2 separate regions of the Danio rerio genome follow, and region 2 is linked to region 1. A link is a contact called in public Micro-C data. All regions are on one chromosome and are shown on one strand. The core of a region is the stretch at or near the end of the contact, and the rest is flanking DNA. Distances in the headings are between cores, read along the strand shown.

What was found. Hi-C and Micro-C count contacts between places; a contact is called where the count stands out from the background.
Region 2: a Micro-C map of caudal fin shows a contact between it and region 1, with 6 times the contacts expected there. The contact joins two enhancer-like sites. A contact is called at or near these places in 2 of 18 Hi-C or Micro-C datasets (caudal fin and hematopoietic stem cells).

The regions. Positions count from the first base shown.
Region 1 is chr13:5,871,375-5,876,777 of GRCz12tu, forward strand. The region is part of intron 1 of LOC141377107 (a long non-coding RNA gene); the gene reads left to right. Among named protein-coding and RNA genes, the nearest start is that of spred2b, 94 kb to the right of the region's middle. Within about 2 kb of position 2,072, at least 5 of the 62 cell types and tissues checked have an H3K27ac peak or open chromatin away from gene starts, as enhancers often do. A contact at or near this core is called in caudal fin, where this site is marked.
Region 2 is chr13:6,016,807-6,022,625 of GRCz12tu, forward strand. It overlaps phf10 (PHD finger protein 10), which reads left to right. Exons shown (of 12, transcript NM_200655.3): 8 at 1-4; 9 at 1,737-1,880. The region is part of intron 1 of LOC141377107 (a long non-coding RNA gene); the gene reads left to right. Among named protein-coding and RNA genes, the nearest start is that of phf10, 10 kb to the left of the region's middle. Within about 2 kb of position 2,070, at least 4 of the 62 cell types and tissues checked have an H3K27ac peak or open chromatin away from gene starts, as enhancers often do. A contact at or near this core is called in caudal fin, where this site is marked.

The DNA.
Region 1 (5,403 bases), core at 822-3,321:
CCCATACAATCTCCTTCACACACATTCACTACGGACAATACAGCTCACCCAATTCCTCTATACCACGTTTTTTAACTTGTGGGGGAAACCAGAGGACCTGGAGGAAACCCACGAGAACACTGGGAGAGCATGCAAACTCCACAAAGAAATGCATCATAAAAAAAAACTATTAGAATCTGTTTAAACTTTCTAAAAACATGTTAAAAACTGTATCCTGTAGGTAAATAACAAACTTGCCAGCTCATTTCTTCTGTCGGAATTTAAAGGTTAATGACAGTGTCAGAAATTTGGAATAACGTAAGGTTGAGTAACTAAAAACAGACGTTTCATTTTCGGGTGAACTAACCCATTAAAGACTTTACTAATTGTGGTAAAATGTTTTTAATTGCTAATCAATCAGCGTAAGAATCCCGATGCTTATTATTGGTCCTTTTTTTTTACCCTTTTCACCTGCAGTGATTAAATTAGATTTTCTTTATTTACTGGCAGATTAGCAGCAGTCAGCTGTAAACAAGGTCAAGTTTTCCCCTGCCTCAATCTTTTTTTCTTTTTCCAGTACATGAATCCCATGCACTGGGACCAAATTGAATTTCTACAGCGTCTCTGCCAGTCTCCATAAACACGCTGAAGAGCATCAGGGGCAATTTATGCGCATTGAAATTGAGCTCTCTCAGACTGAGAGCAGCACCTTGTAATTGTCACAAACATTTTAATGCGGTCAAGGTGACATCTCTGTTATTATTCAAGTGTGGCAAACGTTTTATTACATTTAAATAAATACTTTTAATTTATTTCACATTTCAGTGAACCAACCTTAATTGTAAATGAACTTAATAAGCCAGATTTTACAAGCGTTATGTCATTCATTCATTCACTTTCCTTAGGCTTAGTATCGATTTCAGAAGTCAGCACGGCGGAATGAACCACCAACTATTCCAGAATATTTTTTACACAATTAATGCATGTACAGCACAACCCAGTAGACTACAGCCGATTTAGTTTACTGTGCATGGAAACCGTCAGATTAGCACAGTGGGTAGCACTGTCGCCTCACAGCAAGAAGGTCGCTGGTTCGAGTTCAGGCTGGACCTGTTCGCAATTCTATGTGGAGTTTGCATGTTCTCCCCGTGTTAACATGTATTTCCTCTGGATGCTCTGGTTTCCCCCACAGTCCAAAGACATGCGCTATAGGTGAACTGAATAAACTAAATTGGCCATAGTGTATGTGTGTGAAAGAGAGTGTATGAGTGTTTCCCAGTACTGGGTTGCAGCTGGAACGGCATCCGCTGCCTAAAACGAATGCTGGAATTCTTGGCAGTTCATTCAGCTGTGGTTGTGTAATCCTAACCCCTAACCCTTACTCTAACCCTAACCCGATGGTGAATTAATAGAATATGACGTAAAAAGATCACCTTTCATGGACACATTTTGTAAATTTCCTACAGTAATTGTATAAAAACCTATTTTTGATAAGTACGTAATGACCTTTAAAGGTGGTTTTCTCAAAATTTAGATTTTTTTGACCCCTTAGATTCCCAATCTTCAAACAGTAATGTATGTAAGAGACTAGTGATGTGCTATGGCTCCATTAATAATAAGTAACAATAACTAATAATGATTAACGATAACTCCACTGCGTTTTCCACACAGTAAAATGGATAGGAGACCACATGGGAAAGCTAGGTTGCTGCCGCAAGTGGCGTTAGTGAGACTAGCAGGGGCGCTCAACCTGCAGTCTGTGTGGGTCCTAATGCCCCAGTATATGGATGAGGACTCTATGCTGCTCAGTGAGCTATGACTTTCGGATGAGACATTAAACCGAGGTCTTGTCTCTCTGTGGTCATTAAAAATAATGTGGTCGAAGAAGAGTAGAGGTTTAATCCCGGCATCCTGGCCAAAATTAATTAAATTAATTAAATTTTACTTTACTTTAATTAAACTTGAATTTACTGTTCATCAACTAGTAGTTTAATATAAGTCTTCTGTGTAACGTCACTTCACAAACATACATCTATTGTCCTGTTTTCTCGAAGGCATGGAGGAGCAGAAACAACCAGTGCAGCAGGAACATTCCACAGTACGTCAGAAACAGGCCCACAAGTGTGCATTAGAAAGTCAAAAGGTTAACGCTCAATTCAAAGGTTACTGTTACTGTTCGGCCCACTACACGAGCGTAATGAAGTCCTCCTTCATGTGATAGCATGCTGTGTCTCCTGGCAGTTCCCCCTCTCAAAAAGCTGCTTTCTTTTCTTCCTTCAAAAGGCCCAAACAAAAAAAAAAAATGTCCTCTCTGACCCGGGCGTTGCCATAGGACCAGTCAAACTACATATTTCCATGGGCTCTTCAGTGTCCCGCAGGCAAATCTGAGTGTAATTATACATTAGACACACGGCTGGCCTCCAGTCCTCCAATGACAACAGCTCCAGTGTCATTTCATCTCTCATTCCAAATGAATGTGTGGTTTCGTTTAACCGGCTCTGCTAACTTTTTATTTTGATTTTTCCCTCTCTCTACATTCTCTACCCTGATTTAGCACAGCATTTCATGTCTGTAACAGTTTGATGGAATATCAACTGTGGTTTCATGTGATAAAAAAAAACCCAAAATGGCCCTCATGGTTTAGACTCTAATATACCTATTGATCTTATTTTTGGTAAAGTCTATATCATAGAGATTTTAGGACTGATATTCAAATTACTAATAGGATGAAGAGGGGCGGGAACGACACAAGGATGTGGTTTTTGGGTGACATGTATTAAAAAAGACTTAATAAGTGCTTATAACAAAAGAATTGGACTGAGAAGACTTATTTCTTACTTCGCTGAGGCTAACTTCCAGCCTCCACTGCTAAGACTGCAGCTCTGTACAAGACTTTTGGCCAGCGTCATGCTGAACTGAGTCTGGTTCTCTTAAGGTTTTTTTTCTTCACTCTCCTATTGATGAAGTTTTTTTTTTCCCTCTCCGCTGTCGCTACTGGCTTGCATAGTTCAGGATCTGAAAAGCTACACATCGATTAATTTGCTCTTCAGTGTTTGGACTCTCAGTAATGATTTCAAACCACACTGAACTGAGCTAAACTGAACTGAACTTAAACACTAAAAACTGAACTACCCTGATCCAGTTACTATGACCAATTATGTGAAGCTGCTTTGACACAATCTACATTGTAGAAGCGCTATACAAATAAAGCCGAATTGAATTGAACTGAACTTATTTGACATTCTAGATAGGATATGCGGCTGTCCAGAAGTGTGATATGCACGTCAATATAGCAGCATTTTTTATGATGGGGAAGATATTAAAAAATACAATTTATTGGGTAATTTATTAGGTCACATATAATAATCGGCACAACTATTGTTTTTAAGTTACTCTGATGGTTGGGTTTATGGTTGGGGTGGGGGTAGACGTTAATAAAATACAATCAATGGAAAACCCTGCTGACCCTATACTGGTTGGCTGGTTTTAGCTGGTTGACCAGCCTGATTTTAGAGATTTGGTCATTTCCAGGCTGGTTTCCGGCCATTTCCAGCCTGGTCTTAGTTGGTCGGGCTAGAAAATGACCGGCTAAATCTAGCTGAAACCAGTTTGACCAGCCTGGTTTAAGCTGGCTAGGCTGGTTTTAGCTGGTCACCTTCCAGCCTGACCAGCTAAGACCAGGCTGGAAAGGGCCGGAAACCAGTCTGGAAATGGTCAAAACCCCTCTAAAACCAGGCTTGTCAACCAGCTAAAATCTGTCAATCTGCAACTTGTTTTTTTTATTTAGTCACGAGGCATTAAATGTCGTGAAGCAAAAAGAGTGCACGGGCCTTAAGTGTAAAATATTTTACAATGCAGAGGTATATATTTTGACACTTTTAAGATTGTAACCTGAGCACTTTGCTGGTGGGACTCATATATACACCGGAAAAGTGTTAAATTAACACCAGTGGTGTAAAAAGTACACTGGCAGATTCTTTGTGATTTCTTCATTTTCCTTCTGCTAAGTCTCTATTTCAGAGCTCGCCACAGCGGAATGAACCGCCAAATAATCCAGTATATGTTTTACGCAGTGGATGCCCTTCCAGCAGCAACCCAAAGACCAGGCTGGAAATGTCTGGAAACCATTCTGGAAATGGTCAAAACCCCTCTAAAACCAGGCTAATCAACCAGCTTAAACCAGTCAACCAGCAAGCTGTTTTTTTTAGTAAGGAATTTTAAAAATAATATTAATAATTTTCGTTAACTTCCAGCAGCAACCATATCTGATCTAGCAACAACCTTTATTTTTCATATAGTCCTACGAGTGAGGGCCGCCTTTGGAATCTATTTGGTTCGAGACTTCATTTTCAGACATCAATACGGCTCGTCCTGCTGCTTGATGTTGCAAACTGGTATTTTCTTATTAAATTATTATACTTTTTATGTGTAGTCATGAACACAGCTGTTTGTAGAGCAAGTAGTTTATTATTCCTAGTCATTTCTCCCATAGACAACTGAATCGGAAGTTCTAAAACAATGGCAAAAAGACGAGCGCACTTCCGCTTTAAAGAACAAGGTCAGTAAAATCAAATGAAAATAATCTTGTTTTGTTTACAACAGCTATGATTAAATCCTGATTATAATGAAAACAGATTAGATTATTAGCTTATATCCCTTTGCCAATAACGCAGGAGAACATCCATGAACGTTATAATGATGAGTTATTTTACATTGTCATAATGTCATAACTGTTGTTTTCTCTTTTTAAAAGTGAACTCATTTCTGTCAAACGTGTGGTCAATGCTGAGTTTTACAATGAGGGTTTCTAATTCTAAAGAATATTTGTCGCAATCACCACAGGGTGGCGCTAAAATACATGGTTTTACTCAAATATGAATGTTTTTAGAAGTGGATCTGGATAGCTGTGGGGAAAACGAGGAGACTTATTATTGTTTATTTGTTTATATTTGCAGAATTTGAGTATGTTATTAATAAAAAAAAATATCTAAAAAAAAATAATAATAAAACAACAATATAAACATTACATACAACAAGAGTTTTCTGTCTTTAGTCATTTATTCCTGAATTTTTAGCATCTTTCAGTCTGTTTTTCCAGAAAATATTTGTTATTGTTGTTCAAGAAGCATAAAAAAGTTAAAGAGAAAAAGAATGACAAACAATAGCCTCTGTACAGTTACCCATTTAAGATAAAAGACAATATAATATATGATGATGGGATGATATGTTTTATGTTGCATGGGCACATTTTTGGCAGTAGGCAAAAATACATTATATGTGAGCAAATTCTAGATTTTTTTAATGCCAAAAATCATTAGAATATTAAGTAAAAAGAGGCTTCCATAAATATTTTAGAAATATATATTTATTTTTAATAAGTAATATGTATATATTTTTCAATATTCAGATTGTTTTGAACCCTCA
Region 2 (5,819 bases), core at 820-3,319, 150 kb after region 1:
CTCCGTAAGTTGTTGTGAATGCGCAGAGGGTCTTCCTGAGCCACTGAAGCTTCACAGTCCTTTACTTCACCAAAATGTTCAATACCTAAAGCTTTGTTTAGCACTGCTCTCCAGTAACACCTAGCTACTATACTGAGAAATAGCAAATGAATTCATTTATTAATTTTCTTTTCGGCTTAGTCCCTTGTCAGCTTATCCAGTGCATGTCTTTGGACTCACAGTTTTTATTCAGTTGTATTCATTAATTGTTAAGATTGTGACAATATGAACAGCATATATATTTAAATGTATATAAAATATTATTAGTATATCATATTAAATGAATAACAATAACATGGCTAATATAACCTAAAATTCTAATGGAACAAACTGTTTGAAACTACTTGTTTTGCTGCTTCCGCTACTCTTGACACCGGTCTGAAACATCATAACGCCCACAAGGTGGCACAACACCTACAAGTTTTCAAGTGGTGCTCACTGCAAAGCCATTTGGGCAGAGCTGAGCTCCATCGAGGGGGAGCATAAGCTCTCGCTCCTCCTTTCTTGCACTTCTTCTACGAGTGATGTCACTGGGGGTAGGGTTAGGGGTGGGGTTGGTGTACGCATTAAAACAGCTTATAGGAGGAGGAGCGAGAGCTCATGCTCCCCCTCGCTGGAGCTCATCTCTGCTCAAATGGCTCTGCAGTGAGCACCGTCTCCAAGTTTTGAACCGAAAGGCGTCTGTCAACTGATCACTTTTGTCATTTGCCACATGACTTCTGTCAACACCACATCTTTAAAACACCTGTCGGGCATTCTGTTTGAATGAGGAAACATCAAATTCTCCTGAACTGCTTGCCAAGCTTACTATTAAATTTAATTTCATATATACAGTTGAAGTCAAAATTATTAGCCCCCCTTTGAATTTATTTTTCTTTTTTCAATATTTCCCAAATTATGTTTAACAGAGAAATAAATTTTCACAGTATGTCTGATAATATTTTTTCTTCTAGAGAAAGTCTTATTTTTTTTAGTTCAGCTAGAATAAAAGCAGTTTTTAATTTTTAAAAACCATTTTAAGGTTAAAATTATTAGCCCCTTTAAGCTATTTTTTTCCCAGATAGTCCACAGAACAAACCATCGCTATACAATAACTTGCCTAATTACCCTAACCAGTTAACCTAATTAACCTAGTTAAGCCTTTAAATGTCACTTTAAGCTGTATAGAAGTGTCTTGAAATATCTAGTGAAATATTATTTACTGTCATCATGGCAAACATAAAATAAATCAGTTATTAGAAATGAGTTACTAAAACTATTATGTTTAGAAATGTGTTGAAAAAAATCTTCTCTCTGTTAATCAATAAAAATGAGTAAATCACAGATAGGCTGATCTGAAATAACGTTGGGACTCGGCAACGCTATCTTGTTAGCCCACCCGCTCCTGTTCAAATAAAACCAGAGATTCATTAGAAAAAATTTTCCCACGTGGCAAGAAATCAGGTCTGGTCCCGTGGCTGACCTCTACACCCGAGTCATACCTACCCAAACGAACCACACCAAAAAGGCAATTGACTCTGGTACGTATTTATCAAACTAAATGAGGCAGATGTGAAAGCACCCCTATAGTCTATTGGTCCTGTATTATTTAGTTTTTCTGTGCAAGAAAGGAATCCATTTTTTACCGAACATCATTAAACAAACCTAAATCTGAAATAATTAATCTGAATACATTTGAATCTCATCTTGATGTGCAGGACAGTTCATCAGGAAACACCTCAGATGGAGACAGCCAAGACAGCGGCATTCACTCCAAAGTCAAGAGCAAAGACCGACCTGGCGCCCAGAGCAAAGACGGCACTCCTCGCTCCATCCAACACAAATCTGTCCCTGGGTACAAGGTAGAAGAAAAAAGCCCCTGATCTTCTTTTTTTTTTAAATAACCCAACACCTCTCTTCTCCCCTTTTCGACAACCCTCTTTTCCAGCACTTTCAGCAGAGAAGCCCTCTTTCTTCTGACTTGGTCATCGGTACACTGTTAAAAAACACACACATATACACTCAAACACAAAACACTCCCCCTGGTGGTCATAGATTGGGACTGCACTTGTCAATGGAACTTGTTTTCGTTTTAAAGAGTGGCACTTGTTTTTTTTTTCAGTGCCAGGAAATCCAGTGACAGTTCCTGTTTTCTGCACAGACCTTTGGAGCAATAACTTTTTTTGTGTGGTACTGCGATTTTTAGTTTAGGGTTTTAATTAATTTTTATTTTGCTGTTATACACTTGTGAATAGTAAATACCCTTCTGAATTGAACAGTACTTCTTATAGCTTAATATACCTCTGTTTATCTGCCTGCCTGCCTGTTAGTTACACTGAAGGGCATGTAAGCGGTTTTGTTTGGCTGCTAAACACTATAAAGTGTTAACAATACATAGAAATATATATATATATATTAAACAGTTGAAGAAATCATAGGAGTGCACTGAGTAATGTTTTCCCTGATTTTCCTGAGAAACCAAGATTTCAAATTAAGCCAGGCTGTTTTATTACTATACATTTTAGGTCAAATGTTCAACTTGTCTTACACTTGAACAAAGTTACTAGGGATTAAAAAAACAACAACAGCAATAATAACAACAGTGTTTAAGGCACATAAACAAACACTTTTATAATTAGGAGCTATTAACTTTGACTGTTAGGTACCCACAAATATAATCAGTTTATTTAAATGGTAAATGTGTTATCCTTTATTTTATTTAAATTTAATAATAATAATAATAATAATACATTTAAAAATAATAATAATAATTTAATATTTTTCTACAATGTAATAGTATTATTACATTGAATTATTATTTTATGACTTAATTATTGTTGTTCTTGTTATAATTATGTTGTATTAAATTGTTTATTTAGTTATTATTATAATCAGTTAATTTAATTTCTTAGTAAAACAAGTTATGTTGTAAATGTAATATTTCATACAGTCTAATAGTTATATTATTATTACATTGTATTATTTAATGTTTATTATTCTTGTAATTGTTATTACTTTGTATTCAATTGTTTATTTAATAATAATAATAATAAATATTATTATACATTGTGTTAAATTTGTATTATTTTCAATAATAATTTAATTTTATATTTAATTATTATTATTATTATCAATACATTGTATTAAATGTATTATTATTATTGTATTAAATTATCTATTATGTTTATTATTAAAAAATTACTTATTGTTGTTATTATTATTATTACATTGTATTATTTATTATTATTGTAGTTGTAATTATTACATTGTATTTGTTTATTTAATAATAATGTTTATTATTATTATTATTAATTATACATTGTGTTACATTTGTAATATTTGTATTATTTAATACATTTTGTATTTAATTATTATTATTATTATTATTTTATTATTATTAAATTGTTTTAAATGTATTAATATTACAATGTATTACATTTTCTATTATTTAATAATTACTTTTTCATTTATTATTGTAGTTGTTATTATTAATATTCTTATTACATTGTATTATTTATTATTATTGTAGTTATTGTAATTATCATCACATTGTATTAAATTTTTTGTTTAATATTAATATTATTATTATACATTGTGTTCAATTAGTATTATTTTTATTATTTAATAATAAATGTATTTAATTATTATTATCATTATTATTACATGGTATTACATGTTTTATTATTACATTGTATTACATTTTCTATTATTTTTATTATTTAATAATTACTTATTATTATTATTATTATTAAAACCTCTAGCATTTTTTTGCATCAATATAAATTTTTGTAAATGTATCATTTTTGCATTAATTAATCTCTGCATTAATTTGTGGATAGTACTTTATCTGGAGATACAAAATCAGTCTCACCCCAGTAAAATCCTCATTAAACGATCTTACAAATACTTCCATGTAATGTCAAATCTCATACATCCATGTAAGTATTCATGAGTGGATATTTAAAGAGCAAAAACTACGACTTCACCATCTTAAAAGAAAATAATTTGATGTTCAAAAATGTTGATGATAGTTTTGGTTACAATTGACTTTCACTATATGGACAAAAAATGGAAACATATCTGAAAGATATTATATAGATAGATAGATAGATAGATAGATAGATAGATAGATAGATAGATAGATAGATAGATAGATAGATAGATATAGATAGATACTGTAGATAGATACTGTAGATAGATAAAGAACGGCCAGTGAATTGTAACATTACTGAGTGCACTTTTTAACATAGCTTTATTTGTCATGCCAGTGATGCATTGCTCATGAAATGGTTATCAAACTTTTGTTTGGTATAATTTTGTCAAACCTAATGTCAGTGGTTTTTCTACCCTGGCTCTATGGGCACCTTTAAATATGCTTGATATCAGTGTTTCCATTGATTTACTCTGTGTCATTTTTTCTTGTCAAGATGCATGCCGGATCAACAAAAGGTTTACCTTAACATAAAAGACACTAATAGTTTGTTGCTTTTGCAAGTCTAAATTTATACAAAGCGCATATACTGTACATCAAACAGTCATTTGGCAAGTTTAATAGCTTGCCCACAAACGTTTGCATTTTTAAACTATATCTGCATAAATTATCTATGCTTGTTTGTGCAATAGGTACATTTTTATGATGTTTTAGTGTTCTTGGTTGCAATGCTTTGTTCTTATCAAACTTTTGTGTGTGAGGGATTTTATCAAATAGCTTAAAGCAAATTTGGCAATACACAGTAGCTCATTTTACCTCCGTTTTTCTTTTAGTTGTATTAACTCAGGAAGTGAAGGAAAATTTTAAACTGTCAACCAGTAGTATATCTAGTATGTAGATTTTTCTATATGCACGGAGTACATGACTGATTTGCTACCATTGTCTAAAAAGTACATTATAGTGTGTACTGTACCCACAATGCAGTGCACTCCATCTGACCTTCCATTTCCAGTTTAAAGAATTCCAGAAAGATTATTTGTTTATTTGATGTGCTTTTGTGTTGTTACAAAATTGGAATGATTAATAAAGCTTACTTATTACAGTGTTAACGGCATATAGTTATGATCTGGCAGTTTTGTAATAGTTATGGCATACCATTTAGTTTTTGTACAGGTAAAAAATAGGCAGAACACAGTTAGTTTCATAATATCAAAGACTAAAGAATATTCCCGTAAAGTATTTTTTATAATATTCAATACAATGTTTTCATTTAATTCTAAATAGCCATGCTTTTCCAGTGTATAGGCTACTATACAAATTATATTAGTGTATACAATGATGTATGACGGTAGCACTGTTTATTTGAAAGGTGGATTAAAAGGGGCAGTTCACTCAAAAATGAACATTTGCTATCAATTTACTCTCCCTCAAGTGGTTCTAATCCTTAGTGCATTTCTTTATTCTGCAGAACACAAAAGAAGATATTTTGAAAAAGTTGAAAACTTGGAATTGCATAGTAGGAGAAAAAAAAATACTATTTAAAGTCAATGGTTACAGGTTTCAGCCATGTTTCTCAAAGTCTTTTTTGTGTTCAAGTTGTGTTCTTCTTTGGTGTTTAAGTAAATTACAGAATTTTTTTTTTTTTTGTGTGTGAACTGTCCCTTTAAGGAATATTAAAATAAACTATTATCAAATTGAGTCTCAAAACTCTTTGGGCCAATCAGCAATAAGGGGTGTGTCTAGTAATGATAGCGAGTGAGTGCACAGGATTGATTAGCAGAACCACTGTATGGCAGATAAATGAAATTGGTCAGCGAGGTGAGTAACACCTTCACTGCTGGTTTTACTGTAATATATTTCAGATTTACCA